Regions from separate parts of the Mus musculus genome. Here all the other regions are linked to region 1. Evidence: chromatin contacts called from public HiChIP or PLAC-seq and promoter capture Hi-C data. All regions are on one chromosome and are shown on one strand. Each heading gives the region's core, a stretch centred on a gene start, on an enhancer-like site or on the middle of the called end of the contact. The rest is flanking DNA. Distances are from core to core; before and after follow the strand shown. Region 1 holds the start of Mocs1 (molybdenum cofactor synthesis 1). Region 2 overlaps Kif6 (kinesin family member 6). Region 3 overlaps Kif6 (kinesin family member 6). Region 4 overlaps Kif6 (kinesin family member 6).

Region 1 (3,401 bases), core at 605-3,104:
CTTCTCTGAGAAGATGCGGCCACAGAATTTATTTTGAGCCCTTTCAGCCCCCTGAGGCATCTGCCTCCACATTCTTGTTCCTGATTCAAGTCTATCATGTCAACAAGCTTTTTCTCCTGGGTTTGATGCTCTCTTGAAAGCTTTTCAGGCCTTCCACCTGCAAAGAAATGGGTTTTGTTTTCTTGCTTTCTACCCCCCCCCCCCAGTTCTGCTGACAAATGCAGGCAGAGATAGCCGTAGTGGTGGGCAGCGTGTCAGCCATTCTCAGGGGATCCCCAGGCCTCTCGCAGATCCTGACAGACATGCCCCACCAAATCCATTCCAATTCAAGCTGATACTTTTTTTCCCCATAATGCTACTCAAAGTTGAGACAGGACAAAACAATCTGGAGAAGGCTTATCTGACTATCCAGACAAAACCACCCCTGCTTTTACAATAACCAGCCTGTATTTGTAAAAATCAGCGATGTCCTGTTATTCTTCCGTCGCCGAGGAACTGTCAGTTCTTCTGGATTGTATGCCATACTTCCTCTTCCAACTACAGCTCACACATGCTCTATGCTGGTCGTGGCTTCATGGTACCTGAGCACAGGTAACCAGTCACGTGCCAGAATGTAGAACAAGATAAGATGTAAGTTATGATTCTAATCAGAGAAGAGCCTAACTATATGGCCAATGTAGTTGTAAATATATTTTGAATCTGAGTCTTCTTTCTGGGAGCATGGGACTGGGAGAAAGAACCAGGCCTAACTTCTACAAGGTTTGGGCAGTTTAATCAGCTACACAGCTCTGGAAAAATTGCCTCCACTCTCTGAGACTTTTTTCCTTAATTGCTACACAAACTTTCTATCCACACCAGGGTCATGGGATTGATGGTTAGCTCAGAGTTCTGTGTGTAGGGAGCAATTCGAGGGTCACCCATTCTTTTGTGTCTTCCTTTCATAAATCTGTTTTTAAACGGAGAAACAAAGACTATTGATGTATGGGAGACACAACTAGAGTGTCCATAAGAAGGGAGCTGAGATACAAGCAGAGTCTGGTGTAGGGTAAAGTGAAGGCAATTAGTAAAGTTGATGTTTTTAAATAGAATATTGGTATTTTACTGGCGCACCCAAGCAGATTTTTATGTATTGAGATATTATTTGACTTAAGACTATGTCATAAAGTAGCATGCTATTTTGTATGCTAACTTAAAAAATAAGTTAAGGGACTAGAAAGATGGCTCAGTGGTTAAGAGGCCTGACGGCTCTTCCAGGGGACCATCACCCATATGGTATCCTACAACCATCTGTAACTCAGGTTCCAAGGGATCCGACGCCCCCTGCTGGTGTCTATGGCCACCAACTGCGCCATGGTGCACTTAAGGGTGGGCAGGCAAACTCTCATACATTAAAAAATAATTTAAAGAGTAAAAAAAAGAAAATATTATTTTCATTGGAGTCAGAGTTGAAGGGCTGTAATCCCAGCACTCGGGAAGCAGATGCAGAAGGCGATCTGTACATTTGAAGCCATCCTGGTTTACAAAGCGAGTTCCAGGGCAGCCAGGGTTACACCTTTGAGACACTGTGTAAGGGTCTCTACTCCCCTGCATAACGAAAAGAAAAAAAAAAGTATAACGTGCCTAGAAGTTTTTATGTCACCCCTTTAAATTCTGCATCTAAAGACAGCTTAAATCCAAGACCAAGCAAAGCTGAAGGAAAAGAACATAGCTCTCCCAGACTTGGCATTTCTGCACAAGAACACGCTTCCGTCCTGGAAGGGGGCGGAACGCGTGGACTACAACTTCCAGAGGGCAATGCGGAGAGGCACCCTCGCTGATTGGCTACTTGGGCGCCGCCCTCTGCTCCGCCCCTCCGAAATGACTCTGTTCCAGGTCCCGGGCTAGAGTGCTCTGGAGGCCCACTTCAGGCCGGGTACTTCCTTTGCTGACTTCATGGCGGCGCGGCCTGCGTTCGGAATAGTGCGGCAGCTCCTGAGGTCCAATGCTCGGGGTTGCAGCTCGGGGGCTCCGGTGACGCAGCCTCGCCCCGGGGAGCCCTCGAGACCTACCAGGGAGGTGAGCCCACCCAGCCCGCCTGCACACACCTACCTGGAGGGCGATCCAAGCCACCCTAATCTTCAGAATGCACTCTGTCCTGAGGCTTCCTTTGGGGAGGACCCTGGGCACTCACTGCTGGGTTGCTTGAGTTCACTCCTGCCCAGCGGGAAGGACTCCTCAGTTTCCCCTGCACCCCCTTCCCTGGAGAACCACCTAATAACAGGTAGCTGTGCTGCAGCAGGAAAAGGGGGTGCTATTAAGGAGTGAGAGTTAGGTTCCAGTGAGCTGTTCCAGCTTTCGCTTCCACCCAGTCTATTAAACATTATTCCTCACCTCCGGGGAGGAGGGTGCCAGTGCAGTCAGGTGTCCCCCGGACAACTGCTTCTTTGACAAGGACTAAAAAATATTGCTAGCCAGGTGTCCGGCACAGCCGGTTGTCACTTTGTTGTGGCAGGGTTCCATGACCTATCTTCTTTCTCTTGGGATGGGGTGGCCTCATTTGATGAGAACGAGAGCAAGATCAGGTTCCGTGATAAGGAGTTCCTGCCTGTCTTCATAGTGAGGGGCAGGGTCCTGTATTGCACTTCTCCGAGTGTTTCCAGTGACGGTAGGTCTTAAGTTTGTTGTTTTATCTAAATGGTTAGGGAAACCTGCGAAACTGTTCCATCCGCTTCTGTCTTCCAGAACTGAGCGTGAAGTCCCAGGACTCTGAATTTCACAATATTTGCCTCTCCCATCTTGCTCAAGACATAGGCAGGCTTATGTCAGAGCGTTCACTTCCTCAGACTTGCCTCTCTGGGATCCTCAGATAAAGCAGGCTTGTTGTTACAGGGCTCTCCAAACCCTTGAACTTTGTACTTGAGTGAAAAGCGCTAGGATAGCCAAGGCCACCATGGGAGCTCTTAAAAACCGATACTAGCAAAAAATAATTTTTTTCTTCCTCATCATGGATTTTGTGCTTTTTGTGAGGGGGCCTGTGCAGTGTGACTAGCTGATGGCCCCTTGGCCTCACACTCTCTCTTGGGGCACAGTAAAGGTGGGACCTTAAACAGAAACACCTGTGCTAGCCTCTCCCCTGGGGTGCTGTACTAGGTCCTGTTGGACACATCCTACCAGGGCAAGCAGTCATTCTTTCAGTGGTACCTCAGACATTGCTTTCTGCATATCTCACTTGGGACCGTCTTCCACTAATTGACAGTTCCTAGATGCTAGGTCTCCCTTCGCCTTTCTAAGTATTTCCTCCGGTGTTTCCCTCAGTGCATGTAGCCAGCCAAGCCAGCAAATGTCTTTTGGCTGCTTGAAGCACATCTAATGAGTTAGGTGGAGCAGTAGACAGAGCAAGGCCTAAGGAGACCTGTGATCTT
Region 2 (3,401 bases), core at 476-2,975, 470 kb after region 1:
TGTGGAGCCCTGGGTACTATGCTGCAGCCAAAAGAAGGAAAACTTCAGAGCTGCCACATTCAGGTGTGCGGCCTTGAGTTCAGGGCTGGCTGGGTGAGGGCAGCAGCTGCAGAAATGGGCAGGGCATCCTGGGGACTGTCTGTGCTGCGTTTGCAAGTCTCCGGAAACTGTCTTTACAAATCCAGACTCTTGGGGCTGGAGAGATGGCTCAGCCGCTAAGAGCACTCGCTGCCTTTGCAGAGGTCCTGAGTCTGGTTCCAAGCAGCCAGCCCAGGTCTTTCACAACCCCACTGGTAGCTCCAGCTCCAGAGGAAAAGGCAAACCCCACAGGTCTGGCTTCTGTGGGCACACACACACACATACATAATGAAAAATTAATATTTTAATTTAAAAAAAAATCTTACCTAAAAAAAATTGTTCTGGTTGACATTCGCCCAGGCCTCCCAGATCATGCCAGGCTGTAGTGCCCACGCTTCCGTGGCACTGTGCTGCAGGAAACAGTGCCCACCTCTCACCACAGAGAAACAACTGCGTTTTGTTGGGATGCCTGGATGTTTTAAAAATAAATTCAGTAAATTCAGAAACGAAAAAGACAGTAAATGGAACTTTATTAAATTCTTAAGAGATGCCACTAGGCTGGAGAGATGGCTAGACAGTTAAAAGCCACCCTGCTCTGTGCTGCAGGCACAGATCCCAGCACCCACTTTGGGTTGTTCACAAACACCAGCAACTCTAGTTTCACAGGATCCAATGCCATCTTCTGACTTCCACAGGCATCCTTAAACAAACGTGTGCATACACTCAGACAAACACGCACTCACAAATAAATAAAGAACCAACGAAATAAAAATAAAAGGACTCCGGCGTGGTGGTGCACGCCTTTAATCCCAGCACTCGGGAGGCAGAGGCAGGCAGATTTCTGAGTTCGAGGCCAGCCTGGTCTACAAAGTGAGTTCCAGGACAGCCAGGGCTATACAGAGAAACCCTGTCTCGAAAAACCAAAAAAGAAAAAAAAAAGAAAGAAAGAAAAGAAAAAGAAAAAGAAGGATGTACAAAACAGAGGATATTTGCAAAGTGCACACGTTACAAGAAACTTGTCCCAAAATATACCCAGGACACTTAAATGTGCAATGTTTACTAATGGTAACTAATAGTTAATTAGTAGGGCTGGGCTTGGTGGCGCACACCTTTAACCCCAGCACTTGGGAAACAGAGGCAGGAAGATCTGAACTGTGGTATCCCAGAGTGGGGGGCAGCTCGGGAACTGGGAGTGCTTTCCCTCCACACTTCACAGGGTGCCATCCTCCTGCCTGAGTCGCCTGAGAGGATAGACCAGGCAGCTGAGCTCTACAGGAGCCCCTGGTTGCCGCTCTCTTCCTGGTGGTCACATCCCTCCGCCCTGTTGTCTGGCTCACCTCTCACACTCCACTATTCGGTCCTGGACCTAAGCAATGTGGCACCCTGAACATTCCCTGGCAGCTAAAGAAAGCTAAACTGGGAGTCCATCACGTGAGAGGGCCGTTTGACAGCCAGTGGCTTATTCCCACAGGTCCACTACTGCTTCTAAACTGCCCTTAACCTGCTGTGAAGGTAGCACCTGTGGGAAGAAACCCCTCTTTCCATATTCCAGGCTTTCCCCAGCTTCCTCCTGGTTCCTCTAGAAACCCCAAAACTATGGCAGCCATTCACTCAAGAAGCGTGTGCAGAGTCTGCCACCTTGTGGTCATCTCTGGTCCTGCAGTACCCCACATCAGCCCCAGCAAAGAGGAGCTCCAGTCTCCCGTTCCCCCTCTAGGGTGCCACAGAGACACTTTAGACAGCTAGGGGATGAGCACGGAGGTGTGAGGGGCGGGGGGGCTGGGAGCCACACACTCTGGCTTTCCTTCCTGTCTATCCGATTCACAGTCCTGAGCCTGTGGAGACAGCCCCAGGGTAAAGAGGCCTCATCATCATGTCAGGTGGGAGAGCAGACGGTTGGCATTAGGCAACTAGCCAAACTCATATGTGGGAAAGCAAGCTGTGGGCCTGATCGAGGGCTTGGAGAGATGACAGTGGACTTACTAAGCTATCTCTCACGTGTCTGTCACCCTGGCCCACCTCCCTACCTGAGTGTCGCCCAGCTATAAAATGAAGGTTCTGACATGTCAAGCCCCTTTCACCTCTGACAACACTCTTCAGTGGAGCATCCCAACGTAAGATCAGAGGCTCTCCAAGTCCATATGGCAGAGCATATTGCAGGATAGCCTAGAGAGACCGGGAGCAAACGGCAACCTTCCTGTGCTCCTCCACAAGAGGGATGTGGAGATCCTGCAGCCAGGAGTCGTGGGCAAGGAGCACACTGCAGGCAGCAAGGTACTGGATGTGGATCGTGCATCCACAAGCATGCAGTGGTCATCAGAGACCATGCAGGGGACCCGTACAGTCAAGGGATAAGGTGCCTTCGGTACCAGCAGCCAGGAGCCAGTCAGTGGGTCAGGACGGCTGGGAGCACAATGGAGGCCTCCCAGGTGTGATAGCATAGGGCTCCGCTTTGTAATCCCTCTCCACCTCGGCTCACATCTCTTAAGATGAGGATGATAGCGCCCTCCTCTGACCACAGAAAGGCCTCATGTCTCAGTTTTCCCTTGCTGTGACAAAACAGCTTGACCGAAGAAAGGTTTATCCTGTCCCATGTTTTCAGAGGTTTCACAGACTGAGGTCAGCTGGAGCCAATTGCTCTGAACTGAGGAGAGACAATGTGGGCTTGCCTCAAGGAAGGATTGGGAAGCAGAGACAGACAGACAGACAGACAGACACTAGAAGCCAAAGCCATGCCCTTCCCGCCTCTGCTGGTAACCTACTTCCTCCATCTTGGACCCACTTCCTGATCTCTACCGTCTGTCTATTAATAATGCCATCAAATGGGGAATCCATCAGAGAATGAGGGCAGATCCCTCAGGATCCAGTCTCTTCCCCAAAGCTGACAGCCATGAACATCTCTGAGGGGGATGGACACTTCCTGTCCAGGTCGCAGCAGGGACTAAATTGAAACAAGATTGAAACCTGGAAAAAAGTTAGGGACACAACAGAGGAAAGAAGTCCTCACCCCAGAATCCGTTGGATGTGGCTTACCAGCAGAACGGCAAGGACTCCAGAACAGTTAGCCACCACTTACAGCCTCTCTCCTCCCAGATAAGTCTCCCGATGCCTAGGACTCTCACAGAAACAGGGAAAGGACATGTCCTAAACCCCTTGTGCAGCCCTAGTGGCTCTGCTATCACCTTATCCGACTATCACTTCACCCATCCCATAATCCCCATTTCTCAGAGGAGAAAGGAAGGGAAAGGCTCCGGTGATTTCCAAGCAATCTTTTGAGATATAACTGCAGAGCCGCAGAAAGGTTTAAATGGCTAATGCTAAGC
Region 3 (3,401 bases), core at 447-2,946, 450 kb after region 1:
TGAGGTGGGAAAACTAGCCAACCCGGAGTCAGTTTTTACCTCGGGCTTGGGAAACAATGGTTGTGTTCAAGCAAGGCTGCTCTAACCTCTTTGTTCCCCAGCCCCGAGCCTCACGGGGCTGGTCTGCCCTGCTGGTCCTCCCATAACAGCTAAGGCCCAAAGTGGTAATAGATGCAAAACCAGATAGCCTGGTTGATTCAGGCTGGGCCAGCTGCCATACTGACTACTCAGCAATTTGCCTGGCATTCTGGTGTCTGTTTAGGGGCACAGAGCTAAGGTCTGAGAGTCTGTAGTCTAACTAGGAAAAAAAGGACAAATACTAAGGAGAGGTCAGCTTTGAGTTTTCAGAACCAGTGTCCTTTTCCCTTCCGTACACAAAGCTAGCTCAGCCTCAACCCCCTTCAGGAAGATCCCCCGGGCCTCTTCTCCCAGGTCTTATTTTTCCTCAGTCTTGTGTGTGTGTAAGCTCACCAGCCTCCTTTTATAATGACTAATAATTTCCAAGCTATTTTCCCCATTCAAACGGGAGCTCCTTGAAAGCTGGGTACACAGGAATTCAGGCGCATGTCCCCAGCAGCCGACATAAGCAGAAAACAGGCCAAATCAGTGGGCCAGCAAAATGCTTCCCCAGACGGCTTCCAGACCCACACATCTCACAAAAGTACAATGAGACGTTTGAAACATAAAATAAAACAAGTCCATTTAAAAGAAGTGGCCGGGGTAAGTGCTTGTGGACCCCATAGCTGAGCAGATTACACACACACAGGCGATAAATTTGGTTCTCTCTTGTCTAGCTGCAGAACAGAAAGAAGCACCCAGAATTCCTGAGTTTCCATTTTCTGACAGCAGGGAGCATACTAACTAATTTATCTGCAGAGATAGAATTTCTCCCTGAAACTAAACACAAGGCAGAATTTATCGTGTGGATCCTCATGTAAAGGACACCAAGTGACACTGAGTGATGTCTTCAGCTGCAGTTTTACAAAAGACATCCCAGTGTTGTTCAACCAGATGATTCTTGTATCGACCCTCCATAAAAGCGAGAGGTCTGGCATTAAAGCATAACTCACAGAAAGTGTTTATGTGAGCAGCCAGGATAATAGGATCCAGGTACCCTGCTTCCTGACAGCCACAGGGTGGGGCTGATGAAAGTGAGAGAGTCTTCTGAGGGTAATGTGCCCACCGAGACCCCACCTCTCCTCTGGAGCACGTATCCTATCAAGGTCTAGATCACATCCTGATCACAATCGATCGAAATTCTAACGAGAGCTGTGATTAGAACTTTAGAAATGCCAGAGCCCAGGGAGGCTTTTAGGGAGGGAGGGGCGGAGGGAGGCAGCCAATCAGAGGCACATGTCCAGGCATGTTCCCTTGACCCAACCCTCTGAAGACATCTGTCTGCCGATGCTGTGGAGTTGCTTTGTCTACTGTTTCTTTTGTATTTATGGTAATGAGAGACCCAACGTCACCACTGGCCTGTTCTAAAGACACCTAGGAGCCCCTAAATCCTACTATTCCAGGTCCTTTTCCCTCTGCCCCACCCCTATCTTGCTAGCCTTGGCAACATAAGGAGCCCTTGGATCATCACCAGCCTGGTGTGCTTTTGAAGATGACTCCCCGGCACCCTCAGAGGGCCTTGGGAAGTCGAAAGGCCTCCTTGGGCCGGGTCCTACCTTATTGACTTCCCTCAGCTCTTCCTCCAAGAGCTCTGCTCCCTTAAGAAACTCCTGCACTGACCTCTTGTGGCTCCTGTTTGTCTTCAGACAGCAGATGCTTTTGCTTGCCCCGTTTGATTAAGATCCTCAGGGTCTGCCACAGATCTGAAAAGAAGATCAGAGACAAACCAAGCCCAGATACTCCCTGGGTCTCACCGGGCGCTCAGCGTGATTGACGGTGTGAGACCAGTAGCTCACAGTCATGGATCAGGCCCACTGCTTGAGACAGAGATGAAGGGGTTCCCAGCAGTGGATTCAGTGGACTCTGAGAGACCAAGGTAGTAAAGGTACCCCCAGGACCACTAGTGACAGTGGGCAGGACCAGCAGGCAAGTATCAGGGTTCCAAGATGCCCCCCACGACCAGTTCAGACAGAACAACGGGCCTATTTGTTGTTAAGTTTGTATCCGTGGGAAGTTCTACAGATTTTACACAACTCCTGCCTGTGGCTTTCTTGAAAGCTCTCAAGTTAGACAGTCCACACTGCCCTTTCAAGAGTTGTCTCTACTCTGCACATACCTCTAGGATGTGACACTTTTCATCCCCATACCATTACACAGAGCATCTCTAGCTAGTTTTGCTGATCCTGTAATATCCAGTGCATCTTGGGAAGGGGAGGGTTTATCTCACGTTATAGATCACAGTCCACAGCCAAGGGAATCCAGAAAAGCAGCTCAAGCTAGGAATCTAGTGCTGTGTTTTATAAAAATAAAGAGAGAAGGAATATGCTTGGTGGAGGTGGAGTCGGGTGTGGGGGAAGGGCATGCCTCAGCGGGCCCATGCTGAGACATCCCTTCCTCCTGAGGGGCCTTCCACAGGACACTATAGTATAGAATACAGTTTATTCAGGGCATGGGAAGGGGATTGTAGGGAGCAGAGACAGAGAAAGGTAGAGAGAGGGGTGGGGTAGAGGCTGGCCATGAGCATGTGGAGAGAGAGGGGGAGAGGCATAGGGAGAGAGAGGGTAAGTGATAAGAGGACAAAGCAGGAGCAAGAAGGCAAGAGACAGAGGAAGGGGTGAACAGCCCTGTTATAGTTTGTCAGGTAACTGTGGGGCAGAGCCTAGAGGCAGAAACTGAAGCAGATACCATGAAGGAACTTTGCCTCCTGGCTTGCTCCCCATGATATGTTCAACCTGCTTCTTAACCAACCCAAGATCACCTCCCACCTGCGCTGACTGTTCCTACCTCAATTAACAGTCAAGACAACATCCCACAGATTGGCCCACAGGAAAATCTAAGAGGCCCTTCTTCTCCGATGGTTCAAGCCTGTGTCAAGATGACACAGAATATTTCTTCAACATTGAGGCAAGTGACTGGCACACAGCACTGGGTCCCCATAGCATCTGTTGATCCACCAGTGAGATCTATAGCATTACAATTTTGCCTTCCGAATGTGCCAGGCAGCTAAGGGGCTCTGGGCCTGGATTCCAATATCTGTAAATGAGGTGTTTGTACAAATTAATAGCCTAGTACCCAACACAGCCCCTGAGACTTAACTGCATTCATTGATGGCTCATGGCATGAACTAATGGCTCTCGCTCTTTCCGGCTCCTCAGCAACAGAGCGTGACCTCCACGACTGCAGTTGTCTTTGGGATGCATGCCACTGGATGTGGACACGCGTGAGGGCTTGGATCAATTATAGAACATCTGTTCTCTCAGAAACGCGTGGGAGAGATGTCAATT
Region 4 (3,401 bases), core at 315-2,814, 350 kb after region 1:
AGTGAGACCTGCGTTAATGGGTTAGATGTCACAGTGAAAAGAAAATCACATTAAATACAACAGGTTCCCTGCTTTGGGCTATAATTTTTTCCCCCTCTGTAAAAATCCTGTGTCTGTAGAAACCATCAGGCTCAAGGCCCAGATTTAAATCAGGTCCAGACGGGCTTCTTTGGATGCTTCACCTTGAATCCCATACTTCACAGGAGAGCAGTGAGGGCAGGTTTCCACCCCCACCCCTCATCCGTCGATAGTCTGAACCTTACCTTAGCAGCTGCAATAGACACTCGCGTGCAAGAGGGGTTACATGACAGATATTCAACACACATTTGGGTCAGAACATCTAGAACAATCTACCCAGGCCCATGTCTTCAGGTCGTCCAGTAGAACTCCATTCTGGCATCTTAAAAGTGTTTTCTATGGCTCCTGGCTCTGCCCTCTCTCCATCCTTAGCTCCAATGTAGGGGACATCCTTCTTGTTCCATAAGAGGTGGCTCTTCTTTGCATCCGAGCATCCTTCTTGGCTCATAAGCATCTGTAAAGGGCTAGGATCCCAAAGCCTGTTTACATGTCTCCCTACCTCATTTTCTTCAACTCACACTAATACAGTATCATTTTTTTAAAAGTGTTGGGCATGGTTATACTCACGTTTAATTTCAGCCTACAAGAGACAGAAGAAGGCTTATCTTTTGAATTCAAAGCCAGCCTGGACTGAAGAGTTCCACGGCAGCCATGGCTACACAATGAGAGCCTAAATGTGTTTGGGTGAGCTTAAAAGATCTCTTATTCAATAGAGTGTCTGCCATGAAAATATGAGCACCCAACTTGAGATTCCCTAGCACCCGTGTCAAAACCCAGGCACAGCTTGGAGTATATATAATCCCAGTTCCACAGCAGTGGAGATAGGAGCTCACCATCCACCCAATTGAATTAGTGAGCTCCAGATTTGGTGAAAGACCCTGTCAAAAAAGAAAAACTTGCTGAAAAGGCATACAACACACACACACACACACACACATACAATATGAGATTCTTGCTCATCCATTTGTAGTCTTCATTAGATGTAATCCATACCCATTAATCTTCCTTTCTGACCTTCTTGGCAGCTGTCTTGGGGTATACCCATAATACCTTCAGAAATCCTATTGTCTATGTATCTCCAGGAATGACCCTCTGACCCTGTAGAGAGCTTTTGTCTCTCTGAAATGGTCAAAGAAATACTAAAGCTCTTCATGAGGTCTTAGGATGGCATCTTAAAGTCCTATCCTGGAGGCTTTCTTAAGATATGGCTAAGCCACATTTTAAGACTCAAGGACCTTATCCTGGAGCAATAAATTATTCTGGAGCCTCTCTTGGATTCTCCCAGCCTCTCCTCAGAGGCTCATCCATGTATTTCTTAAGTCATCTTTCTCCTGTCTGATTTTAGTACAGGCATGGAAAAGAGGCCTGGATAAGCCTGTCTAGCTGTGGAAATTTCCAGAAAGAATGCTGGGGGTTGCCCCAAGCTCATTAGCCTGATCTCTGTTCTCTTCAGAATTGCTGAAGCCAATGGCTGGGCAGGGAGACAGAGGCAGGACTTTCGACTTCCTAGGCAAGGGAATCATGGGAAGAAGAGTTTTTAGAATCTCCATACTGGGGAGACAAGGATCGGGCCCAAGAGCGAGAGAACAGAGAAAAAACATACAGCCCATGTAAGAGCCTGGGGAACACGGCCCCAGGGACCCCTCCCCTGATTGGCCCTGGGCTAGCAAAGATGAAATATAGATTTTAGTAAATAATAATTTAGGAGTATCAGATAGAAGGATTTAACAATGTGGTAGTTTGGGAGTTGCCCAGCCATTGAGTTGCTTAAGACATATTTTAAAATAAGACTGTGTGTGTGTGTGTGTGTGTGTGTGTGTGTGTGTGTGTGTGTGTGTGTGTTTCATTTGAGAATCCAGAGTATTGAGGCAGTAGCAAAGAGCTATTGCCACCAGGGAGTAGAGTGGATTCTTCTATTACCACAACAGGCCTTTTCCCTACTAAATAACAAGTTTCATTTCCTCAGCTCAGATAACATCCCCCCCTCTTTCTTAAGCCTTTCCCCAAGAATGCCTGGTCTGGCTCTGCCAAGAGTCTCCTCAGAACCCCAAGCTTTCACTAACAGACTCTGCCAGTCCTTCTGGCGTCCCGCCACTGCCTGCTCCTAAAGCCAGTGGCGTGCCTCCTGCCACTGCCTGCTCCTAAAGCCAGTGGTGTGATGTTAGAGAAGTTTTTTTTTACACAAGTTGCCCTGAGTGCAGGCATCCAGAGCTCCAAACATCTAAATTGTCAATAAGTAACTGATCACCCTCAGGTTTAACAGGTGCTAAAATAACACTCACCTTTTCAACCCTCAGGCTGGGGAGTTTAGGAGTACTTAGCTAAGTGCTCTGGCTTTTGTGTCGAGACAGGGATTTTGATCTCCTTATATTGTTTCCTTCCATGTGGAGACATGGTTGCAATGTGGTTTCCTCACAGAATGGCTGCCCCCAGCACCAGGGCAGACAGGTTGCTTCCGGAACAGCTAGCAGGTCTCCCTGGCAATTCAGCGGTAACTGTTGCTGCCTTTAGAGTACGGTCTAAGGAATCATTTCTGTCACATTCTGATAATGGCAGACAATGCACAGATCCACCTAGTCTCAAAGGAAAGGAAATAACACTCCATCCCACAATAGTAATGGGACAGTGTTGGAGAGTGGTCCATGGGATGGGCGATATTGTAGAGACCATCTTTGGAAAGTGGACCTAAGGTAGAAGAGGGAATGAGAGTGTGTGTGTGTGTGTGTGTGTGTGTGTGTGTGTGAGAGAGAGAGAGCGAGAGAGAGAGAGAGAGAGAGAGAGAGAGAGAGAGAGAGAGAGAGTCCCTGCCCCCACCCTGACACATGTAGTGACTGCTAAGCCAGCCACTGCTGGCATTAAGCTCAGCACTTGTGATCCCTGTCATCCTGTGGGGTTTTTTTGTGTTGATTTGAGTTTGGGTTTTGGGTTTTTTGTTTGTCTTTCTGAGCATGTCAGAGTCTTCTCAGATGAAATATTGTTGAAATATGAAAATTTCTTTCCCTTATGGGTTATCATCTCTAATTGCAGAATATAATTTCATAATATTCTGTCTCATATCCCAGCACCCATAAAACTACATGCTACTGATTCCTTAAACCAACCACTGTACTTTGCAAATGACACACCCAAGGCTTGGTGGAGCAAGGTCATGTGGCACCTGCACAAAGTCACATACTGGATTGGCAAAAACACTAAGCCAAAACCCCTTTGTTTCTGACACGCCTGTTTCTTCGGTAGCTCCTCACTCCTCTCCTGAATAGAGAAGTGAGAACTGGCTCAGCTCTCATCTGCAATAAAAAATCTCTCGTTCCCCTTGAGGGGGT

Evidence for each region. Promoter capture Hi-C pulls out the DNA fragments that hold promoters and counts their contacts. HiChIP or PLAC-seq counts read pairs in DNA pulled down with a chosen protein or histone mark.
Region 2: a contact with region 1 is called in an H3K27ac HiChIP or PLAC-seq map of embryonic stem cells, with 7 times the contacts expected there. The contact joins the enhancer-like site here to the promoter of Mocs1 in region 1. A contact is called at or near these places in 5 of 39 promoter capture datasets (the 3T3-L1 cell line, cranial neural crest, embryonic stem cells and 2 more), 5 of 484 Hi-C or Micro-C datasets (embryonic retina, embryonic stem cells, nephron progenitors and 1 more), 14 of 115 datasets of contacts at active chromatin or transcription factors (the NIH/3T3 cell line, VIP interneurons, acute myeloid leukemia and 10 more) and 2 of 9 other capture datasets (adipose tissue and embryonic stem cells).
Region 3: a contact with region 1 is called in an H3K27ac HiChIP or PLAC-seq map of epiblast stem cells, with 6 times the contacts expected there. The contact joins the enhancer-like site here to the promoter of Mocs1 in region 1. A contact is called at or near these places in 4 of 39 promoter capture datasets (the 3T3-L1 cell line, cranial neural crest and embryonic stem cells), 1 of 484 Hi-C or Micro-C datasets (the N1E-115 cell line) and 17 of 115 datasets of contacts at active chromatin or transcription factors (the NIH/3T3 cell line, cardiomyocytes, craniofacial prominence and 10 more).
Region 4: a contact with region 1 is called in a promoter capture Hi-C map of 3T3-L1-derived adipocytes, with 4 times the contacts expected there. The contact joins the enhancer-like site here to the promoter of Mocs1 in region 1. A contact is called at or near these places in 4 of 39 promoter capture datasets (the 3T3-L1 cell line, 3T3-L1-derived adipocytes, cranial neural crest and 1 more) and 1 of 115 datasets of contacts at active chromatin or transcription factors (vascular smooth muscle cells).

Annotation. Positions count from the first base shown.
Region 1 is chr17:49,426,510-49,429,910 of GRCm38.p6, forward strand. Mocs1 (molybdenum cofactor synthesis 1) reads left to right here and starts at 1,855. Exons shown (of 11, transcript NM_020042.2): 1 at 1,855-2,055. The coding sequence starts at 1,933.
Region 2 is chr17:49,897,281-49,900,681 of GRCm38.p6, forward strand. The region is part of intron 19 of Kif6 (kinesin family member 6); the gene reads left to right. Among named protein-coding and RNA genes, the nearest start is that of Gm16555, 77 kb to the left of the region's middle. Within about 2 kb of position 1,726, at least 13 of the 459 cell types and tissues checked have an H3K27ac peak or open chromatin away from gene starts, as enhancers often do. A contact at or near this core is called in VIP interneurons and embryonic stem cells, where this site is marked.
Region 3 is chr17:49,874,740-49,878,140 of GRCm38.p6, forward strand. All of the region lies in intron 16 of Kif6 (kinesin family member 6), which reads left to right. Among named protein-coding and RNA genes, the nearest start is that of Gm16555, 55 kb to the left of the region's middle. Within about 2 kb of position 1,697, at least 41 of the 459 cell types and tissues checked have an H3K27ac peak or open chromatin away from gene starts, as enhancers often do. A contact at or near this core is called in the N1E-115 cell line, embryonic stem cells, epiblast stem cells and 1 more, where this site is marked.
Region 4 is chr17:49,777,672-49,781,072 of GRCm38.p6, forward strand. The region is part of intron 13 of Kif6 (kinesin family member 6); the gene reads left to right. Among named protein-coding and RNA genes, the nearest start is that of Gm16555, 42 kb to the right of the region's middle. Within about 2 kb of position 1,565, at least 24 of the 459 cell types and tissues checked have an H3K27ac peak or open chromatin away from gene starts, as enhancers often do. A contact at or near this core is called in 3T3-L1-derived adipocytes, where this site is marked.